3 separate regions of the Mus musculus genome follow, and all the other regions are linked to region 2. Evidence: chromatin contacts called from public Hi-C and HiChIP or PLAC-seq data. All regions are on one chromosome and are shown on one strand. The core of a region is the stretch at or near the end of the contact, and the rest is flanking DNA. Distances in the headings are between cores, read along the strand shown.

Region 1 (3,046 bases), core at 335-2,834, 230 kb after region 2:
CTTCTGTGTTCCAGTGCTCTTGCTTTTTATCAGGTAGGAGCTGGAAGGAGATGGCTTGGAACCAAGATGGCTTGAGCACATCTGGGTTCTCCACTTGCTCCTGTACCAGAGAAGAGTATGAGCAGGCCGTAGCTGGAGAACATTCCAGAATGTGGTATTTGACCAACCACTGTAATTACCCTGCAAAGGTCAAGAAGGGTAATGGCTAGGAGAAGGTCACTGGGTTTGGCAGTTGGAAAGTCAGTGAGGACCAGGCCCAGAATAGTGCTCTGGGTACAGCTGATGGCTGTGGTATGAGGAGGAAATTGTCTGGGGAGTAAAGGACAGACTCTAATTGTCCAAAGCACAGTAGTGTTTGTGGTTGTCACTCAGTCCAGGGAGTCTTGGCTCTGGGAGGAAGAAGCAGGATATAACCAACTCTTTGGGCTGAGAATGAGCACAGGATCCCCCGAGAGCTGTACTACGTGTGTGTGGCGGGGAGTGTGGAGGCGGAGCAGGAGGTTTGTCCTCTAATTGTGAGGATCCAAGCTGTTTCCCCATCACCCTTTACCTAGCTCAAGATTCCTTTCCTGGCTTGGCTGGCTTAGGGTTTTACTGCTGTGAACAGACACCATGACCAAAGCAACTCTTATAAAGGAAAACATTTGATTGAGGCTGGCTCACAGGTTCAGAGGTTCAGTTCATTATCATCATGGTGGGAACATGGCAGAGTCCAGGTAGGCATGGTGCAGGAAGAGCTGAGTTCTACATCTTCATCAGAAGACTGCTAGCAGATATTGACTTCCAGGCAGCTAGGAGGAGGGCATTAAAGCCCACGTCCACAGTGACACACCTACTCCAACAAAGCCACACCTCCTAATAGTGCCACTCCCTGGGCTAAGCATATACAAACTGTCACAGCTGCCATATTTCCTGAGTTTGCAGGGCATAGTTGTCCTTTGCTGTCCCAAGCAGTGAGAGGGAGGGAGGGAGGGAGGGAGGGAGGGCGAGAGCGCACGAGAGAGAGAGAGAGAGAGAGAGAGAGAGAGAGAGAGAGAGAGAGAGAGAGAGAGAGAGAGAGAGAGGGAGAGTCTCCGACTCCCACTTCTCATGGATACTAAAACATAAGGATGCTCCTCGTGCCTTGTATAAAATGGTGTCATAGCTACATATAAATTACGTGTATCTCTTAAAATACTTCAATCATCTCCAGATGATTTATAATGCCTGATATGAAATAAATATTCTATAAGCAGATGGTGTCCTATAATGGTTAAGGACTAATGACTAGGGAAAAGTCATACATGTTCAATTCATATATGCTCCCACCACCGGGATTTTCAATACAAAGCTGTTGAAGGGGGTGCCCAGGTGTGGTTCTGGTGAACATCAACAGGCTGGCTGTGCTCTGATTTTAGAGTTTTCAGCATGCAGTTTACAAAGAGGACCAGTTACAGTTCTCAGCATTTGGAGAGGAGCCCTGGAGCCCCCTGCCAGAGTTCTAAGGGGCGGGGAGGAGCTCTGAATTACTGTTAGCTATCCCTGACACAGGATTGCAAGGTCTTCAAAGGCGGAGTTACACCCCAGGGATCAGAGTGGTTTCAAATTCTGCTTCCCCACCCAGTGACAGAGCCATGCTGCTATTCTTTTTCATGGTCCTGTGACCCACCCAGCCACTGTGTAATCAATGTTTCCAGTCTTTTCCAAAATAAACATGTCCACGGTCATTTGCAATCAGGGAAATGAAAGTTTTCCATCTCTCTGTGGAAGCACCACTTAGTTTTGAAAACAAAGAATTTAGCAAAGGAATTTAATCTCTGGTTACTTTGTAATACATCTGTGGCACTAGACCCTAAGAGATCAGTTCTTTTCTCATCTTCTTTTAGGTTCAGTTAAATTCGTCACTGCCTGGCCCCCCACTCATTTCTGCTTTGTTCAGAATTATCAAACAGAATGGCTAGAGAGTAGGACCGTAACTGTATCCCATTTCAGGATTAAGCAATGAGGAAACGGGAGCCAAGACTGGAAATGAAAACGTCCTTGCAAATGATCAAGTGAAGATAGGACTTAAAACCCACAGCTGCCATTGTGCCAGGGAATTGTCTGCCCTCTTTGAACGAACTGCTGAGGGCTGCTTTGCATTTATATCAGGTTTTAAAGATAATAAATGCCATTCTTCCTGTTCAAATGAAATGTAATTTCACAACTGCTTTGAAGATAGCCCCTCTTTCTTTGTATCTGTGGAAACGAACAACCTCTTGCCCCGACACATCCCCAGCATCATACCTGTTTAGTATAAAAAGGGTTTGTTTGCTCTGGCTGACTAGTGATTTTATTTTAGAAAGAAATGACTGATTAAGAGTGGCGCAGACACCAGGATCAAAGCTTGCTCTTCGTACAATATGCTGGGGTGTCAGAGGCAGCCAAGCTGGTTATGTATCCACTGGGCTAAATTAGTGTCATTATCACCTCAGTAAAGCTTAGATATTAGTGTGTGCTGTGCTAAAGAACCCAATTACAGTATCTGCTGGACGACGTATTAAATGACACCATTTAATTAAAGCCTAATCTCTCTCTCTCTCTGGATGAGCAATATTTTCAGTTATTAAACATTCTTTCATTCAATTACTGCAAATCTCTGACCATTTTGGAGAGCAGGAAAGAAACTCATCTGGCACCCAGATGTCCCAGGAGAATAACCACTGTTTTGTGTTGTGTTTAGGACTTGGCGCCCAGTCACAGTCACCCAGGACAGACTGCACAGTTTGAAAATTCTGCAGATTTGCTTCTCAGGTTTTCGAGCAGCAGAGGGCCCTGTCTGCGACTCTCACTGGTTTTCTTCAAGGACTGAGGCATAATAGAGACCTCCAAAACACATTCAAAGGAATAAAGCCATTAAAGAAATACAGTTCCCATGCCAGGGGCTGAGCCCTGTGACTGATGTGGCAGTCATTCGTTTTGAATGAATGTCTCATCCTAGAACGCAAGAATTGAAATGAACTTCGACAGTGAACTCTAGAGATAATCTGTAATAGAAGGAATTTTGTACTTGTTAGAAGGAGAAATG
Region 2 (2,848 bases), core at 69-2,568:
TATACCTTTCAGCTTTAAGAGAAGATGACTCATTCATCAGGCTAGGAAGCAGGCCCCCAGAGCTCTGCATGGGGCTTTAATATCAGTATCTTCACAGTAAGATTGTATGGGATAGAGAATCCAGCAGCAGACAACCATAATGATACCTAGCTACAACCTTTCGTCCAGTGCTTACCCAGTGCTGGTTTGGTAGCCTCACTTCTCCTTCATCTGCACACTGGAAGGCGTGCTCTCAGTCTTCACAGGGCATCGTGTCAACAAGATCCAAATCCCTTTGGGCGGGCGAGCTTTGTGTTTTTCCATCCTAATATGCTAAATGGTGACTCAGTCCCCCGGGGATCTCAAATCCCTGCCGTGAATTAGTGTATTAGACAATTATGGCCATAACTTTCCATTCTAATCACTCTGGATGCGTTCCTTTGCTCTAATGTGACTGCCAAGTTCCTGCAAGATCCTTCACAGATGAGTTCCAGGCAGCTGAGTATTTTTGTCAACAGGCAGAAATAAAAATCGGAACTTGGAGCCTACCTACCGGGTTAGGGGACCGCCAAGAGTGAGACATCTCATGACACTGCCCCTCCTTAGCTAGTTGGTTAGCCATCTACTGACCTCTGGCTGTGGAGACATCTCATAGTGAAAAGCCATGGGGTTACTAGAGGCATATATTTTGGATCCCTTTCAATTGGCTTGTGAACAACCATGACATAACCTAAGATTTTATGAGCTCATGAATCTTGAAAACCCAATGCATGCTTTTGGAGTTTAGAAAATGTCCCTAAGTTCTTCTGCAGATGTTATAGTGAAAACATGAAGAAGAGCCATCTGTAACAAAGGTCTGGAGTCTGCACTCCAGGTCTCTGCAAGTGTATGAAAGAAGTGGCTTTATTTGAGGAAGGAAGAGTCCATGACTTTAGTCTCCTTAGGCTTGGTTGGAACAGGTCTTCAATGTTCAGAGAAAGATGGAAAAGGTCTTTGATCAGAGCAAGTGACCCACAGTACCCAATTCACCTGAAAAACAAATCTCAAGCAGTCAGTTTGGCCATCAGAGGAGTTCTGTGGGAACCAGGCCCTCTGAAGAGAGCTTGGGGCATCTCCTGAAGCAATTGCCTCTGAGAAGAACTTACTAGAACAGCAGGAAGTAAATGGGGTGAAATCCCAGCATGTCTGAGATTTAAACCCCAGTTTCTACATGGAAAAGCTTCTCAGAAGCAGGCTGAGCTCTAAGGCCCCACTGCCCAAGCCCTGGGTCTCTTTCTTCATCCTCTGCTAACTCTAATGCCAATCTCTTCTCTGGGTTGTTTGGCTACCTACCCTTGTCTGGTCTCTAAAGGATACAGAATAGATTTAGAGCCTTGTGGACAGAACAGTCCCCATGCAGGGGCTTCTAGAATCAAAAGACTCTTAGGTTCCAGAGTCTAGATTCTTCTGGAAGAAGAATCCCCTTCCTCCATCTGGAGTACCACTTCTTTGCACAATGGATGAACATAAGAAAGCCACATCTTTATTTCTAGGGACAACCAAGGCTATAGCACACTGATGCAATGGAATCGAAGACTTTTTATTAAAGGGTTCTTTGGGGACCACAGACTTGTAAACAGAGACATGTCTTCAACATTTTCTTGGTCGTATCTTTGGTGCCAGGGTGTCTGCCTGCTGTTTTGTCGGGAGCTGCGTCCAGAATTAACTACAGATTACTCAGCCGGGTCTGGTTTCTCTGTCTTGGTAGACAGCAGGACTATGGGTTGATGGTCCCCACAGGCCTTCTAAATGCAGACACAGCATCTCCTCAGCCCCTGTCTCCAGCTTTGCTCTACTCTGTATGCACTTTTAATAGCTGGGCCAGGCCATTCCTTCAGAGGAGCTTGGGTAAGTCCCAGAAAGCAAGGAACAAAACAGCATTTTTTAAGTCTCCCAATTTTGATGTTTTCCTAGTGTGTATGTTCTCTTTTCTCCCTGACTTCTTTCCAGTATTTCTATTCTTTTCAGGTGGGTTAATGACGAAGGGCTCTGTTAGGCTGTCAAGGCGCCCAGGAGAGGATGCTCACAGGAATACTAAGGATCAGTGCTGAGAAGGGAAAGTTCTTCACAAAGGATGCTTGAGACATTTCTGTCCGCGAGCTGCTTCTCTGTAGATTCCTCCAACTCTCGGGCATCTCCTGGAACAGTGGTTGTTAAACAAGTTAAGAATCTTTAGGCTGGTCTGTGATGGTTCACACCTCTGATCCCAGCACTCCGGAGGCAGGGGGAGGTGGGTTTCTGAGTTTAAGGCCAGCCCGGTCTACAGAAAGAGTTCCAGGAAAGCCAGAGCGACAACAGAGACCTCATCTCAAAAACAAACAAAAACAAGTAAAATAAGAATCTGACCTCCTCAGGTGGAAGGACCACAGCGCTGTTCAACAGAGAAATTAGAGGAATGGGGGCGGTGCCTGCCCTGCATCCTTTTGACCTTTTCCCTTACCTTTCTTCTCTTGGGATTGCTCTGTATGTCCTGCCACAGCATCTGACATCTGGAGGACAGAGAAAAGCTATGGCAATAGCTGGCAATGTGGAAGCCGTTGTCCAGATCATGATGCTGTTAAAGACTGGGTAAAGATCTCTGGTTTCACAAAAGCATTCGGGGGTGTCACCAACGCCATTCGGTACTCAGAACTAGTTACACCCTAGAAGAGAGTGACAAGTTAGGTTCTATAATGGGCATGTAGAAATGTGTACATTAGTGAGAAGGAGTACCCACCGCCACCACAGCCGCTGCGTAGGGCTCAGCGAACCACAGAATCACAAAGACAACTTCTTGGGGTTCAAACAGAAACGTTTCTTCCATCGCTTTTGAACCAAAGATCTTTAACAG
Region 3 (2,846 bases), core at 59-2,558, 180 kb after region 2:
ATCAGAACCCAATTCCCCCTCAACAGTGAGCCCTGGATACCTCAACACACCAGAAAAGCAAGACTCTGGTTTAAAAATCACATCTCATGATGATGATAGAGGGCTTTAAGAAAGACATAAATAACTCCTTTAAAGAAACACAGGAGAAGGCCAGGCAGTGGTGGCACATGCCTTTAATTAATCCCAGCACTTGGAAGGCAGAGGCAGGTGGATTTCTGAGTTTGAGGCCAGCCTGGTCTACAGAGTGAGTTCTAGGACAGACAGGGCTATGAAGAGAAACCCTGTCTTGAAAAAGAAAGAAAGAAAAAAAGAAAGAAAGAAAGAAAGAAAGAAAGAAAGAAAGAAAGAAAGAAAGAAAGAAAGAAAGAAAGAAAGAAAGAAAGAAAGGAGAACATAGGTAAGCATAAAAATCCTTTAATGAACTACAGGAAAATACAACCAAACAGACAAAGGAAATGAACAAAACCATCCAGGATCTAAAAAATGGAACTAGAAACAATAAAAAATCACAAAGGGAGACAACCCTGGAGTTAGAAAACCTAGGAAAGAGATCAGAAATCACAGACACAAGCATCACCAACAGAATACAAGAGATAAAAAGAGAATTTCAGGTGCAGAAGGTACTATAGAAACATTGACATAACAGTCAAAGAAAATGCAAAATGCAAAAAGCTCCTAACCCAAAACATTCAGGAAATCCAGGGCACAATGAGAAGACCAAACCTAAGGATAATAGGTATAGAAGAGAGTGGAGATTCCCAACTTAAAGGGCCAGAAAATATCTTCAACAAAATTATAGAAGAAAACTTCCCAAACCTAAGGAAAGAGATGCCCATGAGCATACAAGAAGTCCACAGAACTCCAAATAGATTGCACCAGAAAAGGAGTTCCTCCTGTCACATAATAGTCGAAACACCAAATGCATAAAACAAAGAGAGCATTGTGCAACAGAAGTCAGCTGTCTACTAGTAAAGATGCAGCAAAGACATGTGAGGAAAAGGAATAAATTAAAAAATGGCCTGGGCCATTCCTGTGGCCAGGGTCCTGCTGCCTGGCTTGTGGGCTAAGAGAAAACACTCACCAGCCAAGAAGCAGAGCAGCATAGGACACGAGGTGGTGGTCCCATTTGCCATCATCCTTTGTTATGGTTTTAGATCTGTCTCTCACCCACCTGGCTTCAGCTGTTCTACGGTCTGAAGGATAATTTAAAGTTCTCTCTCCTCTGTCTGACAGGAAGTGTAAATGTGGAGACCATTTGTGGACCACTGGCCACTGGCCCAGTCTTTGTGCCTGCTCCCCTGGCAGCGCTGCGCTGAACACATGGGCATGCCTAAATGTTTGTTCAATGCTAAGTGGCCGTTGGTGCTTGGTCATTCCCTTCCAAGTCATGTCAAGTGAGAAAGTGCGTGTTCAGAAAGTTCAGAGCAGCTTTGCAGCATACCCAAGAATGTCTGGAAACAGCTAAGGAGAACTTGTGGCTTCTTCCAGCGCCTGGCAGCCAGCTGCTAGCTGCCAGCTGCCAGCTGCCAAGCATACAGTTTCACATCTGGGCTTGGTTTCCTGAACTTGGCCATCAGTCCCAGGGCAAGAGATTGTCTTCGTGACTGTGAAGAATGGAACACAAACAGTGGCTTGGTGTTAGGGTAGTTAGCAGGAGGAAGCAAAGCCAACCTCTGAGGAGAGTGCCAACAAGCTGGCACCAACATGCCTGGCCCATCAGTGGAGAACGCTTGGAAACTCAGAGTGTTCAGGGCAAGCTTGAATCATCTCTCAACTGCAACCTCAATTCAATTCCACAAATATTTTTGAGGCTCTTCCATGTGTCATGCCTCTTTCAAGCACATAGAATACATCAGTGAAAGAAACAGACTGGATTCCTGATGCTGGAGAGTTCCACAGGAAGAAGGAATGATGAACAGTAGGTATGTTTAATGCACACCTTTGGGGGCTGTCGGAGGACAAGCTTTGGACATCACAGCTAAGCACAGGAGACCGAGGGCAGGAACTGCAGGTTACACTGTCAGCTTGGTTTGTTCTCATCACTTTTCTTCTACAGAGTATACTTCCAAACAGAGTTACTCAGATAGCTTGCTCACTCTACAGAAGGGGTTTGGGACTATAAGCAAGCTTCACAAAGTGTGATTAAAGTGTTAGAGAAATGGCCATAGACCAGACTATGTGTGCTAAAATGTATCTCCAGAACCGTAGCCACCTTGACTCAAGTTCATCACTTCCTCTGAAGGGTGGCCTTCCTCCATGGCACCTACAGGGTATCTGAGTATACTCCAAAAGTCTCTTCACATCTCTAGTTTTCCTGAGTTAGAAAACATGAACCCAAACACAGGAGAAGCATTTGATTATTTTCATGAGAAAAGAAGACAAAGGTTTTAAGCTGTTACTTATAAATGATGAGATTAAGGGGTGAATCTCTGTGAGTCATATCCCAACACATATGGGGAATCTCAAAGCTTTAATGTGATGGAATTTAGAGGTGGAGGTTTTAGAAGGAGATTAGGTTTAGGTGAGATGGTAAGGTGGGATCCCAGCATTCTATCAGTATTTTTAATGACAAGAAGATAATAATACCTTTCTTTCTGCCATATAAGAAAATGACCTTTGTAAGGCAGGAAGAGAATGCTTACAGGGAACCAAACCACTAGGCTTTACCTTAGACTTCCAGAACCATGAGAAATAACTGTCAGTGTTAAGCTACCTAACCTATGGTATTTTGTTCTGTTTAAGTCAGCCAGACTAGGGTATTTTGTTATAGTAGCTTAATCTAAAACTGTTAGAATAATAAGAATGGCTGCTTTCTTCTATAAACTAACCTTATTTTCATTGTTTGG

What was found. A called contact is a pair of places that touch in the nucleus more often than the background predicts. HiChIP or PLAC-seq counts read pairs in DNA pulled down with a chosen protein or histone mark.
Region 1: a contact with region 2 is called in an H3K27ac HiChIP or PLAC-seq map of the NIH/3T3 cell line, with 5 times the contacts expected there. The contact joins the enhancer-like site here to the promoter of 4930538L07Rik in region 2. A contact is called at or near these places in 17 of 484 Hi-C or Micro-C datasets (the C2C12 cell line, adipose-derived mesenchymal stem cells, beige adipocytes and 8 more) and 5 of 115 datasets of contacts at active chromatin or transcription factors (the NIH/3T3 cell line, astrocytes, embryonic fibroblasts and 2 more).
Region 3: a contact with region 2 is called in a Hi-C map of the C2C12 cell line, with 2.9 times the contacts expected there. The contact joins the enhancer-like site here to the promoter of 4930538L07Rik in region 2. A contact is called at or near these places in 2 of 15 datasets of contacts at CTCF or cohesin (both in the NIH/3T3 cell line), 20 of 484 Hi-C or Micro-C datasets (3T3-L1-derived adipocytes, the C2C12 cell line, bone marrow-derived macrophages and 10 more) and 5 of 115 datasets of contacts at active chromatin or transcription factors (the NIH/3T3 cell line, astrocytes, embryonic fibroblasts and 2 more).

The regions. Positions count from the first base shown.
Region 1 is chr14:47,985,142-47,988,187 of GRCm38.p6, forward strand. No RefSeq gene overlaps it. Among named protein-coding and RNA genes, the nearest start is that of 4930447J18Rik, 88 kb to the left of the region's middle. Within about 2 kb of position 1,585, at least 45 of the 459 cell types and tissues checked have an H3K27ac peak or open chromatin away from gene starts, as enhancers often do. A contact at or near this core is called in the C2C12 cell line, the NIH/3T3 cell line, beige adipocytes and 3 more, where this site is marked.
Region 2 is chr14:47,756,180-47,759,027 of GRCm38.p6, forward strand. It overlaps 4930538L07Rik (RIKEN cDNA 4930538L07 gene), which reads right to left and starts at 1,319. Exons shown (of 2, transcript NR_166788.1): 1 at 1,125-1,319; 2 at 865-1,008.
Region 3 is chr14:47,935,868-47,938,713 of GRCm38.p6, forward strand. All of the region lies in intron 2 of 4930447J18Rik (RIKEN cDNA 4930447J18 gene), which reads left to right. Among named protein-coding and RNA genes, the nearest start is that of 4930447J18Rik, 38 kb to the left of the region's middle. Within about 2 kb of position 1,309, at least 46 of the 459 cell types and tissues checked have an H3K27ac peak or open chromatin away from gene starts, as enhancers often do. A contact at or near this core is called in the C2C12 cell line, astrocytes, muscle stem cells and 1 more, where this site is marked.